Linked DNA regions of Mus musculus: all the other regions are linked to region 2. Evidence: chromatin contacts called from public promoter capture Hi-C data. All regions are on one chromosome and are shown on one strand. Each heading gives the region's core, a stretch centred on a gene start, on an enhancer-like site or on the middle of the called end of the contact. The rest is flanking DNA. Distances are from core to core; before and after follow the strand shown. Region 1 holds the start of Ptma (prothymosin alpha). Region 2 holds the start of Stk25 (serine/threonine kinase 25 (yeast)). Region 3 holds the start of Psmd1 (proteasome (prosome, macropain) 26S subunit, non-ATPase, 1).

Region 1 (3,899 bases), core at 1,034-3,533, 7.1 Mb after region 2:
CCGGTTTCCAGCTAGAGGGAGCTCCACCCCTCAGAAACCCTTCTTGGAAGGCAGTGGCTGTGTGCCTTAAATAAATAAGGTAGAAGGGAGGAGCCAGTCGACGGTCATTCGCTCAGGAATGGATGGGAGAGTCTGGATGGGGATCGGAAAGCGCCTGGGCATGCAGAAACACCCCCTTCAAGTCACACCAGCCATGCTTGGTACTAGGGACCTCCTGGCCTCCACAGCCCAAAGGAAATAAACTAGCACTCTGGGCCCTGCGGCTTCGGGGCCGGACCACTGGGTAACTTTTCCCACTACGACGGCTGAACGGTCGGCTCGGTCGGGGCCCAGGAACATGGTCCAGCTAATTCCGCCGGTGCACCGCTGGGTTACCTGCCGGCAATGGTGGGTTCGCGCCCACCGGAGGCCTGCCTAGGACCCCACTGCACCCGCTTCCGCCCCCTGGCGGCCGAAGCCCGGGGGAGTGAGTGGGGGCGGGGTGGCAGCGGTGCGCAGGCGCATAGCTCACCCAGCGAACTACGCGCGCGAGCCTCTTGCACGCACCGCGCGCAAAGAGCACGTGGCCCGGGGCGCCAAGTGCGCCCTGTGCCCTGGAGACCCGAGGTCCGCTTTCATCCAGGGGAGCGGAGTCACCCACTGGAGAAAGCCCGCTCCGTGCTGCCCCCTGGGGTCCTGCCTGTGAGGGGCAACACGCGGCTTCCGGCTCCGATTTTGGCGCCAAGCTCTCGCGGTAGGTCACCAGGGACTCGGAGCTCCTCGGCTCCGACCCTCGAGACCTTCGGGGGGGGCGCTCCCTAGGAGCGCTGGACCTCGCGGGAATTCACCTGAGACTCCCGCCGAGGGCGGAGGTGGGACCATGCTTGCTACAAAGTGTTACAGCGGTGGCGGGCATCGCTCCAGAGCGCGCTCTGCACGGGGTCGCACCAGCCGAGGGAGATGGCGAGCCACGGGAGTTTAAAGAAACAAGGCGACTGGGACTGAGTCCCCACTGCGGGACAAGCGGGGTGCGAACATCGAGGTGTTTGAAAGCAACGAGTCCGAACCGAACACGGCTGAGGGTGGAGAAGACTCCACCGGGAGGGCGAGCCCCTGCCTCAGGACCCCAGCCAGGACCGCGGTGCTGCGCGGGCTTCTAGACCGCCACGGCACCACCGCAGCTGGGGAGCCGTGGGGGGGCGTCCAGCCGCTCCGCAGCTTCACTTTCTATTTCCTCCCCCTCTCGCGTGGGCTCGCCGCCCGGGCCCAACCCCGTCAGCAATGACTGACCCTGCGACGAGGTCCGCCGCCGCGGGGACAAACACGACCACCCGCGTTCACCCGTGGCTGCGGACCAGACCCTTAGGTGTCGCGGTCAGAATCCCCCCAGCGCAGCACGCCGCCCCATCCGCGTCATCCCGGATAACCGGTGGCCGGCCCGCTATAGGGCGCGAACCCGGGCGCCTAACAAAGAGCGACTCGGCCGCGGGCGCCCTCAGCTCGCCGGCGCCGCACACGCGCCCCCCACACTTCCGACTGCGGACGCGCCGGAGTTTCAAAGTTATTTCCGTGCGCCGCGGCCCCGCGACCCCGGCCCCGAGAGCGCTCAAACCATTCGCAAACAAGTTTCGAGAATCCGCGTCTCGGCCCTCCCCGTTTGCGTCCGAGTTCCGAGGCGACCCCAGGCCATCGGCCAGCTCCCGACGGCGGCACCAATGCCCGCGCCGCTTCGCGCCCCCTCCCCCGCACACAAAGAGTGTTGCCCGGGGCCATCGCGCCGCTGGAGGGTGGCGGGGTCGCCTGGAAAAGCGTTTGCGTGATGCTTTCCTGAAAGCCCGCAACCACGCGCCCCAACGCCGCCCGGGCGACGGCGCGCAGACCCCGAGGGGGCGGGCGGCGTCCAGCCTCACCTTGGTGGTGATCTCGGAGCTGGTATCCACTGCCGCGTCTGACATGGTGGGGCACGCCGGTGGTCCGATGCCGCGAGTGAGGGAATTAAAAGTCGAGTTCGAGGACTCTGGCGAGAGAGCTGCCGGAGTCCGCGCTGGAGGAGGCGGTGGGCGGCGAAGGTGGCTGCAGCGAGCGCGGAGCACGACCCAGGAACAATGCAAAGATGGCTTTTCGGAGCAGCCAGTGGGGGACTCACGCGGCGCCAGAAGCTTTAATATAGATTAGTGGGCGGTGCTCAGCCACCCTAGTCCCGGCGCTATTGGCTGAGCGCAGGGAGCGGGCGTCCTCTCATTGGCTCGATTCCGAACAATGGGCAAGTGAGCTTAAAGCGGCAGTGCCTCGGCTTGGCGCGCGCTGCGCAGTCCCCCGCCGCACTGTCATTCAGAGTGTTGAATTTTGTTGGGTCTCGCCACGCCGGAGGGGGGTCGCGCGCGTGCGCGCTCCCGCAGCTGTTTTGCTAAGGCCTCTGACGCAGAAAGCTAAAGCGCGGCAAAGCTGCCCGCCCAGCCCCGGTCCTCCCCCTCCCTCGCGACTGCTCGGAAGAAGGAGGGGGAGGGAGGGAGGAGGGGGAGCGGGAGCACTGCCCGCCAGGGGGAGGGGGAGGGGAAGGCGAGCGATGGGCGGCGCTTGCCCCGGGCGGTGTCCCGCGTGGTTCCCGCGCCCGGGACCTGCCCGCACCGAAGAGCAAGTTGTCCCAGTTCAAGTGAACATCAGTCCACACAACGGGGTGACTGTGACTCGCACCTTCCGCCCCGTCCTCCTTTCCCTCCGCCTCGATGACACTAGTGATCCCCACCGCCCACCACTGTCCCGCCGTCCAGGGTCAGCTCCGGAGTGGGCCTCGCGCCCTGCACACTTGGGGGGACTCATGCGAAAGTCCCGGTGTCCTCGAGCGAGACAGGCCTGGGGCCTCACGCCACAAGGCGGTGTCGCGCCTCAGGGCTCTCTGGTCAGCGTCTGCTGTAAGAGGTCACTGCCGTCGCGACAGCTCTTAACATCATCCAGAGCCCCGCCCGGCCATCGAGTTTACCCCTCTCCCCTAACATTTTGCAGGCTCCAGTGGGCATATGAACAGTGTGCAACTGGGAGAAACTTGTCTCCCCGGCCATTAGGACTAGTCCTTGAAGGGGTTCCTTCAAACTTGAGCCATTTACGGTACCACGCGGAGCCTGAGAAAAGAAAAACCATAAAGACGCCACACTCAAGATGGCGTTGGACTCGGCAAGCGTGGCGTGACGTGGCGACTCGGCTCACGCGAACAACTTCAAAATACTATATTACTCCATTTTTAGCGCTGTCTCACTTGGCTGTCGAACTAAGGAATTTGCCCTGTGAGAAGAGCGACCAGAATGGCTATAAACGGGTTCGGAGAAACGACTTCGCCACACTCAAGATGGCGGCAGATAGCGTCCGACTGTGTGTCGCCAGGAGGGGGCGCCCGACACGGAAGGCGGGACTTGGGAGAAACCCGCACACACTGGCTGAGAGTGGCGGGCGAACACAAAGTTGACGCTTTGCGCCCTGCCATTGGTCATTCCTGCTGTCTGTCTCCTGGGGGCCGTGGAATCGGGAGTGAGGAAAACCCGGAGTCTTGAATCGGGGAGGGTGAATGGGTGCCAAGTCCCTTAGAGCTTTGAGGTCGAGGCGAGGAGACTGAACTGCCCTTATGGCTCACCCCCGGCGTTTGGGCCCATCCTCACCCGGAGGCCCCTATGCGGAGCTTGAGGAGAGGAGAGGAACGTGCAGTGTCGGGAAACTGTTGCAGTTGGACCCAGGGTCGGCCCGCGAGCCGCACGTGGCCGGCCCGCATCCCCGCGCGCACGTGCCAGTCCCGCCACCAGCCGCTTGGGCCTGTGTGAGCTTTTCCTTTAAGGAGAAAGCCTTGCCGCCGCCCTTTGGCCTGCGCTCACTCCCGTTGTCCAGCGGTTGCTCCTGTCCTGGCAGCCCCTGGCAAGGGAGGGTGTGAAGGC
Region 2 (3,929 bases), core at 1,051-3,550:
TCCCTGGGCCAAGCATATACAAATCACCACAGAAACCAATTCCAGGTGATGGGAAACAATCTTTATACATCACTGAGACAGGAGATATTCCAATAATCATGACAATGACAATGACCATTGTGGATGGTGCCATCCCTGGACTGGTGGCCCCAGTTTCTATGAGAAAGCAGGCTGCACAAGCCATGAAAAACAAGCCAGTAAGCAGTACCTCTCCATTGTCTTAGCATCAGATCCTGCCTCCAGGTTCCTGCCTTGTTTGAGTTCCTGTCCTGACTTCCTTTGGTGAGGAGCAGTGTTGTAGATTATAAGCCAAATAAACCCTTTCCTCTCCATGTGGCTTTGGTCATATCATCACAGCAATATGAACCCTCACTAAGACACAATGAATTTATTATTTTATATGTATAGTCATTCACATCCACAGATGTTTGTGTACCACTTGTGTACCTGATGCCCACAGAGGCCAGAAGAGGACTCGGATCCCCTGAAATTGGAGTGACCAATAGTTGAGAGCCACCATGTGGGTGCTGGGAACCAAGCCTGGTTCCTATGCAAAAGTCTCCAGTGCTCTTAACAGCTGAAAAGAAAATCTCTCCAGACCCTTGGGAAGTGTTTTATAGATAAACTACATGGAAGTCTTCCTAAACAGCCAACAACTCTTCAATATCTATTTGACCCAAGAACAAAGCAATAAACCAATACGAAGTTTAATCTCATGAGTAGGGCTTTTCACATGAAGTCTGATGGTTCATATGGATAACCCCAGCATTTGGGAGGCAGAGGCAGAGGCAGAGGCAGAGGCAGAGGCAGAGGCAGAGGCAGAGGCAGAGGCAGAGGCAGAGGCAGAGGCAGAGGCAGAGGCAGAGGCAGAGGCAGAGGCAGAGGCAGAGGCAGAGGCAGAGGCAGAGGCAGAACTGCTGTGAATTTGAGGCCAAAAAGGGCCACATAGAGAGTTTTAAGCCAGCCTAGGCTACAGAATGAGGTCCTGTCTTAAAAATCAAAAATAAAGGCCTACAGAGATTCCTCAATCATTAAGAATTCTTGTTGCTCTTCCAGAGGACCAGAATTTAGTTCTAGCACCCATGCCATTCAGCATATGACCCTCTGCAACTCCAGATCCAGGCCTTTTCAGATCTCAGTAGGTTCCTGTTCACATTTAACATACACATATATGTACATAAATAAGTCTTAATAGAGTTGGCCTTGCCTAATTTCAGACTTTTCTATAGGAGGGATAGGTAGGCTGAAGGCCATCCTACAGATGATCTTTTTCAGGGGCAATAAAAATATTTGCCCCTATTGTTGATGCCTTGGGGCGGGGGAGGGGAGGAAACCAAGGTGCTTCAGGATCCAGGGCAGGGCTGTTTGCTGGAAGTCTATTTTCTTCTGGGGAAAAACACAGCAAAGAAAACCTAATCAACATGTAGTAAAATTTGGCGGTTAAAGAATCTGATGCAAGGTCTTGCATGCAAGGTTTAAGGTTCCAGGATGGTGCCCAGGAAGAAAATCCACCAGAGAACAGAAACAACAAGCCTTTATGAGTTGGGGAGTAGGGACATTATGGTGGTTTGCACTGAGCCGTCATAGGAATGGACACAGTATGGAGCCAAATCTCCCTCCCGTGGAACACTAGGAGACTGCATAGAAGTGGACATTGCTGACTAGTCACTCATACTGAATTCACAGGATGAAAGGCATCTTCCAACCTTTGGAAATCCCCGCTGGACCACACAACTCTTCCCAGCGCCAGGTCATGTCCTGGGGACCTACGATTAAACCTTTTCAGATAGGGAAACTGAGGCAGGAGAGAAGCACTTGTCCAACAATGGGCGACTTTTCTAAGGGCGCGCGTGGGCGTACTCCTTGTGTGTGTGTGTTGCTAAGCGCAGACAAGAAGGTCACACTGCGGTTAAAGCTGGAGCACCAGGATATGAGGGTAATGTGGGTTCGCACTCCAGGCACACAGTATGGGTCTCAGAAGCTTGGCAAACAGAACTGGGAAAATGAGAGGAGGGCTGAAAAAAAAAGAGAAAAAAAAGCCTAGAAAACGTCAAGGCAACTGCGCACGCGCTGCACCCGTCACCGCGCGGCCTGACAGGAGGGGCAGCCCAGCTCGGGCATATCTCAAGGTTCGGATCCAATCTGTGGCGCATTTGTGCCTCTCCACTGACCGCCCACCGCAAGTTCTCCTGGGACTTGTAGTCTGTCGCCATCAGGGCCCCGGAGCACTTGCGTAACACCTCATCCTACCGCGCAGCCTGCTGGGACTTGTAGTCTCAATTTTGCGTGCCCGGGGTACGGGGCGGGCTGCGGGACTCCTAGTCCCACAGAGCTTCGCGCTCGCCACGACGCCCTGCTCAGAGCCGCTGCCTCCACCTCACGGGCTGGGAGGCCTGGGCGTTCCGGGAGACCGAATTGCGGTGTGAGCCGCCGTGGGGACTGCGAAGCGGGCCCGGAGTCCGAGATGGAGCCGCCCGGAGGTGGGCGCTGCCAGCGGGCCTCGCCTGAATGTTGGGGAGGCCGGGCACGCCCTGAGGGCGGGTCGGGGGCCCTGGGCGCGGGACCGGAGGTCGCGGGTGGAGGGACGCCACGGAACGGGTCCCCCTGGCCACTGTTGACCGAGCGGCCTGCGGTTTCTCGCAGGTGCTTGAGGCGAGCGGGCGGAGCGGCTGCGACGGACTGGTCACGTCAGCGGGGACATGGCTCACCTCCGGGGCTTCGCGCACCAGGTGAGTGTGGGCGTCGGCGTGCCCCGAGTCCGTGGTTCGCTGTGGAGCGGATTTGTCCACTTGAGGCGGGAGAGGGGCGGAGGCCGTCTGCCTCGGGGCGCGTCTTGGGGCCGTTGGAACTCTGGCCTGTGCCGAGCCAGCGCCTGCGGAAGACGTGAGCCCCAGGGAACGTCTGCGGGGCGAGCGCTTCTGCTCGGGAGCTGCTGGGGGCAGGTGCAGGAACCTGCCCTGGGCACAACCTGCTTGACCCAGGCTCGGAGCACCTTCCCAGAAGATGGACTCCACCTTCCTTGGCTAACGGGATGGAACCCCGACACGGGACCGCACAGGAGATGAGGGCTGCGTAGGGTCAGAGGGTTCGGTGGTTTGCTCTCTGGACCCCCTTTCTCGCCTTTATTTTATTTGTGGTGTTGTTATTTCAGAGCAATATGACAGACAGCTAGTGAAGTGGAATGAGCTGCCTTGGCGGCTGATTTTCCTCTGGCTTTAGCTGTGGGATTTGCGTTTTAAGGGCTTGGTTTAGATAGGCTTAGGCTTGACAGTTGCACAGTGAAGGAATCAGTTCCTGAGGACAGTGCAGCCGCTCACCCCACCCCACCCTGACCCCCCTTCTCCCTGCATCCTTGAGAACTGGTTGTGTAGACAGGAAGCATGTCCGTCCGCTGCTTGTGGGCAGGAATTGGAGGCAGGGCTCCTTGGAGGAAACCAAACCAGCCTGGAAGACTACTCACAGCTGTTGGGGAGGGCTTTTGGCCCAGCTGTCACAGATGGGATCCCGAGCTTGCTAACTGATGCTGAATTAAGCTAACACATTTTTAATACATTTTGACATTTCGCCTCTAATTATATAACATACTAAGAGAGAGAGAAAAAAAATCTGCCTCTAGTTTATTTTTAAGAGACTTAAGCTTAGCTTATGAAGGTCCCAGGATGACAAATTGGAGCTATGAATTGCGAAGGAGTACAGTAATGATGGCTAGGGGACCTTTCTCAAAGAGAAAACACCCTTTTTGTCTTTTTAGGGGCCTGTGTCCAGCCTAGACATACTTGGCTTCTGAAAGTGACACAAAACCTTTGTAGGGCTGCTTTCTCCCAAGATGGCTGCCATAGAGTCCTATGAAATTGCTCCTTTTGTGTGATAAGGCTTGTACTTTCCCCCTGTAGCCTGTGCTTCTGCCTTAGATTACCTTTTACCCGGCC
Region 3 (3,935 bases), core at 346-2,845, 7.6 Mb after region 2:
ATGGGAATGAGAAATGCTACACAAAGTTCCCAAAGCAAATTTGGAACTAGAGGAATGAGCTTAGACAAAGTATTGGGGAAAAAAAAAGAAAAGTCTTGAGGCTCATAGCCTAGGCAAGAGACAAAGGTGGCCTGGACCACATTCCAAATGAGGTGGCTATCTCTGCGTCCACCCTAACAGTATTCTATTAAGCACCCACACAACTATGATCAGTGAAGCCACCACTTTGAAGACCAGTGGTAATGGCGGGGCCTAAGCCTATTCTTACAAGTGGCAAAAAATCTAGTATTTTCCTCCAGAGCTAATTGGAAAAAAGAAAAGAAAATGCTTCTTTTGATGGGAACTAAAATTCATTGCAATCATCTGTCTCTATCAGGACAAAAGTCTAACTTCAAGTCCAAACACTTCTTCACGTGTTTAAAAATAACCAGCACAGAGTGTAGTAGTACACTACACATTTTTAATCCTAGTATTTAGGAAGCAGGGGCAGGAGATCTCTGTGAGTTTGAGGTCAGCTTGGTCTACACAGTGAGTTCGAGGACAGCTAGAGCTACACAGTGAGACCCTCCCCACCGTACAGCATACTGTCTACTGAGAACCCGTTTGTTCAAAATCAAATACTTGTAGAACAAGTACAGAATAGGAATAACAACCAAGCAAGGGTACGCAAGCAGCCAGGGCTGAGAAAGCATCGAGACTGGGAACAGCTATACGCAGTTCAAGTCTGTAGTGGGCTTGAAAAATCTCCATGTAGAAGTTCATCTCCCTCCACACCTTCCCATTTCAAAAGCCATTACAAGTATCTACCATACAAGTGTGCGAAACCTGCTTTGCAGTCCTGAGGATCTAAACACACACAGTAAGGTGGCTCTCCAGTCAATGCTGCCTTCACTGAACGAGGTTCTTAGGTGAATACGGTAGCACCAAAAACCCAGCCACCTCAAACCTAATTTCGGACTTCCAGGAGAAGATATCTCATGCACAAGCCAGAAGCACTTAGTGTAGCAGTTAGGCTGCCAGGCCAGGACCTGCTATAAGATGCTTACGATGACACCGGGGCCCATCCCAAACCGAAACACCTGCGGGGAAGGATTGGGGGGTCACTCGACCAAGAAGCGGACAGAGAATAAAGGTCCAGCGACCGCCTAGGAGCCCGGTCTGGTCCTGGAACGGGGGTGTGGCTGGAGAGGGACGGCCGGGTGGCTACCTGGTCCTATTCCTACGAACCCCAGGGGCCTGCAGTGACCTGGCCAGTTTCCCAGCCCTCGATCCCCGAGGTGGGCCTCGGGCAGAGGGGCCTCGCAGGCCGGCGCTCGACCCGGAGGTGCCCAGTCACCCGCCCTGACTCAGCTAAACGCCGGCGCGGCGGCGGCTCCTCACTGGGGCGCCTGCTCCCGGCAGCACTCACCGGCTGAAGTGATCATGGCTGCGCCCTGCACTCGCCGATCCACTCGTCCACAGTCCTGGCCAAGCCCTGGATCTGTCAGCTCAGGGCCCGCTTGCTCTACCGCACCTCCAGGGTCCCGGGTGCGCTGCTCAGTCAGTCCCCTCCACAGGCCGCCGGCTCGCTTCTAGCCGAGGACCCCGCCCGCCCTAGGGCTGCCCGCATCTCCGCCTGAGGCTTGGCTCAAATTCACCGCCACGCTGTGTCTTTTATGCAGCTTCCGCCTCTCGAGATCATGCAACAAGGTAAAAAAACATGTCGTTGTTTTTTATAACTCTCCGTGAAGTCAGAGATCTGGCCGGCTGCGAACGGACATTCATTTCTAGTTGCAATCAGGCTTCAAAATAGACACCCTTGCAAAGAGAGGCCCACTCATCACCCGCCATTGCTAAGAGAATGAGTGTTAGGGGAGGTATAAGCATTGCTCGCAGCGCCACCTAAGGCTATGGAGGTCTCACTGCAATAATGCCCACCAACCCAAGACTACAGGGAAGTATTTTCTTAGAAAAGCGACTGAGGCAGAAGGATCTTGAATTCGAGGCCAGCCTGGGCTATAAAAGATCTGCTATCAAAGTAGGGGAAGGTGGTGGTGGGATAATGCTGGAAAGGCGACTTGGTCGCTTAAGTGGTTGCCATAAAAGCATGAAGACCTGAAGTTGAGTTAGGATTCCCAGTGGCCGGTGTAAACCCAGTGCTGGGGGAGGTGAAGGCAGGTGGATATCTGGGGCTTGCTGGCCGGCCTGTGTAGCCGGTTGGTGAGCTCCTGGTCTAGTAAGAGACTCTTGTTTCCAAAAAATAAAGTGGCTGGGTGTTGTGGTTCACACCTTAATCACAGCACTCAAGAAGCAGAGGAAAAGGCAGGAAGATCTCTGTGGATTTAAGGCCAGCCTGGCCTACAAGTGGGTTCCAGGACAGCCAGAGCTACAAAGTAAGACCTTGAGGAGTGTGGGGGTAGGGAAGGAAGAGTGGGAGAGCAATTGAGGAAGACACCCAATGTCAACCTCCGGCCTACTTGCGTATATGTGTATATATGTGTATATACATATACATGTGTATATGTTTGACACAAACTTGCCTCCATGCCTGTGTCTTTCGTACAGCCTCATCCAGCGAAGGCCCCCCTCCCCCCAAATATGAACATACACAAAAATAGACTGTCCAGGTGTCAAACATGGTGGTACACCCCTTGGGAGGCAATGGTAGGCAGATCTCTGTGAGTTCCAGGCCAGCCTCATCTCCATAGTGAATTCTAGTGAAGGAGGAGTCAATTGTGAGACCCTGTCTTAAAAAGGCTGGGTTGGTGGCAGTTCGGAGAGTTGCCTTTAGTGGTTAAGCTTCCAGAGAACCCAAGTACAATTCTGAGCACCCACATCGAGTAGCTCACAACTACTTGTAACTCCAGCTCCAGGGGGTTTGATGCTCTCTTTTGGCCTCCACAGGTACCTATACTCATGGGCACATAGACACACACAAATAAGTAATAAATACCTCTTTAAAAATAGAAAGCCTGTCTCTAAAATACAAAAACTTCACAGTACTTTATTATGATAATGAATGAACTAGTCTATCATAAATAAACAATGAGAATGGGGTGGGGGATCCTATACAATAGCCCAGGTGGTCTGCAAGCTTTCTTTGTAGCTGGGAGGTCCTGGAACTTCTGATCAAGGTCTGATTGGGGAATGCGGGGGATTACAGGTGTGCACCACAATATCTGTTTTTTGCAGCGCTGACAACTGAACCAGGGTCTCATGCATGCTAGATAAGCAACACTTTAACTGAACTACATCCAGAACCCCCATAAGACTTAAAACTTGACACCTGGAACTGCTAATACTGTACATTTTACGTTTCAAAAGGCAGAAGTCTGGCCGGGTGTGGTCGATCATTCAGAAGGCAGAGGCCAGGGAGCTCTGTGAATTCAAGGTCAGTCTGGTCTATAGTGAATTCCAGGACAGCCAGTGCTATGTAGAGAGACCCTGTCTCAAAAAAACAAAACAACGGGCTGGTGAGATGGCTCAGCTGCTCTTCCGGAAGTCCTGAGTTTAATTTCCAGCAATCGCACATGGTGGCTTACAACCATCTATAAAGGGATCTGATGCCCTCTTCTGGCATGCAGGTGTACATGCAGACAGAACATTCATACATTAAACAAATACATAAATTAAAAACACAGAAATATTAAAAAACAAAGCAAAAACAGAAGTATGTGATAATATATAGGAAAAAAATGTCAAAGGAAGAAACAATGCTGTATATTCTGTTCTCCTCCTAGCAAAAAGTTCCTAATGTATCTTCAGGATTTTGAAATGACAGTTGTGACTTTTACTTACTCTCTTCTTTAACTAAAAAATTATGTATATGGATGATGTATGTGTGTGTCTGTGTGTCCATGTGTCCGTGTGTCTGTGTGTCCGTCTGTCCATGTCCCTGTACCACATGCATGCCTACTGCCCTTGGAAACCAAAAGTGAGCATCAGGTCCCTTGATG

Evidence for each region. Promoter capture Hi-C pulls out the DNA fragments that hold promoters and counts their contacts.
Region 1: a promoter capture Hi-C map of cranial neural crest shows a contact between it and region 2. The contact joins the promoter of Ptma here to the promoter of Stk25 in region 2.
Region 3: a promoter capture Hi-C map of pre-B cells shows a contact between it and region 2. The contact joins the promoter of Psmd1 here to the promoter of Stk25 in region 2. A contact is called at or near these places in 1 of 39 promoter capture datasets (pre-B cells) and 1 of 484 Hi-C or Micro-C datasets (CD4 T cells).

The regions. Positions count from the first base shown.
Region 1 is chr1:86,524,941-86,528,839 of GRCm38.p6, reverse strand. Ptma (prothymosin alpha) reads right to left here and starts at 2,283. Exons shown (of 5, transcript NM_008972.3): 1 at 1,890-2,283. The coding sequence starts at 1,934.
Region 2 is chr1:93,634,098-93,638,026 of GRCm38.p6, reverse strand. It overlaps Stk25 (serine/threonine kinase 25 (yeast)), which reads left to right and starts at 2,300. Exons shown (of 12, transcript NM_021537.3): 1 at 2,300-2,480; 2 at 2,644-2,729. The coding sequence starts at 2,700.
Region 3 is chr1:86,062,279-86,066,213 of GRCm38.p6, reverse strand. Psmd1 (proteasome (prosome, macropain) 26S subunit, non-ATPase, 1) reads right to left here and starts at 1,595. Exons shown (of 25, transcript NM_027357.2): 1 at 1,409-1,595. The coding sequence starts at 1,424.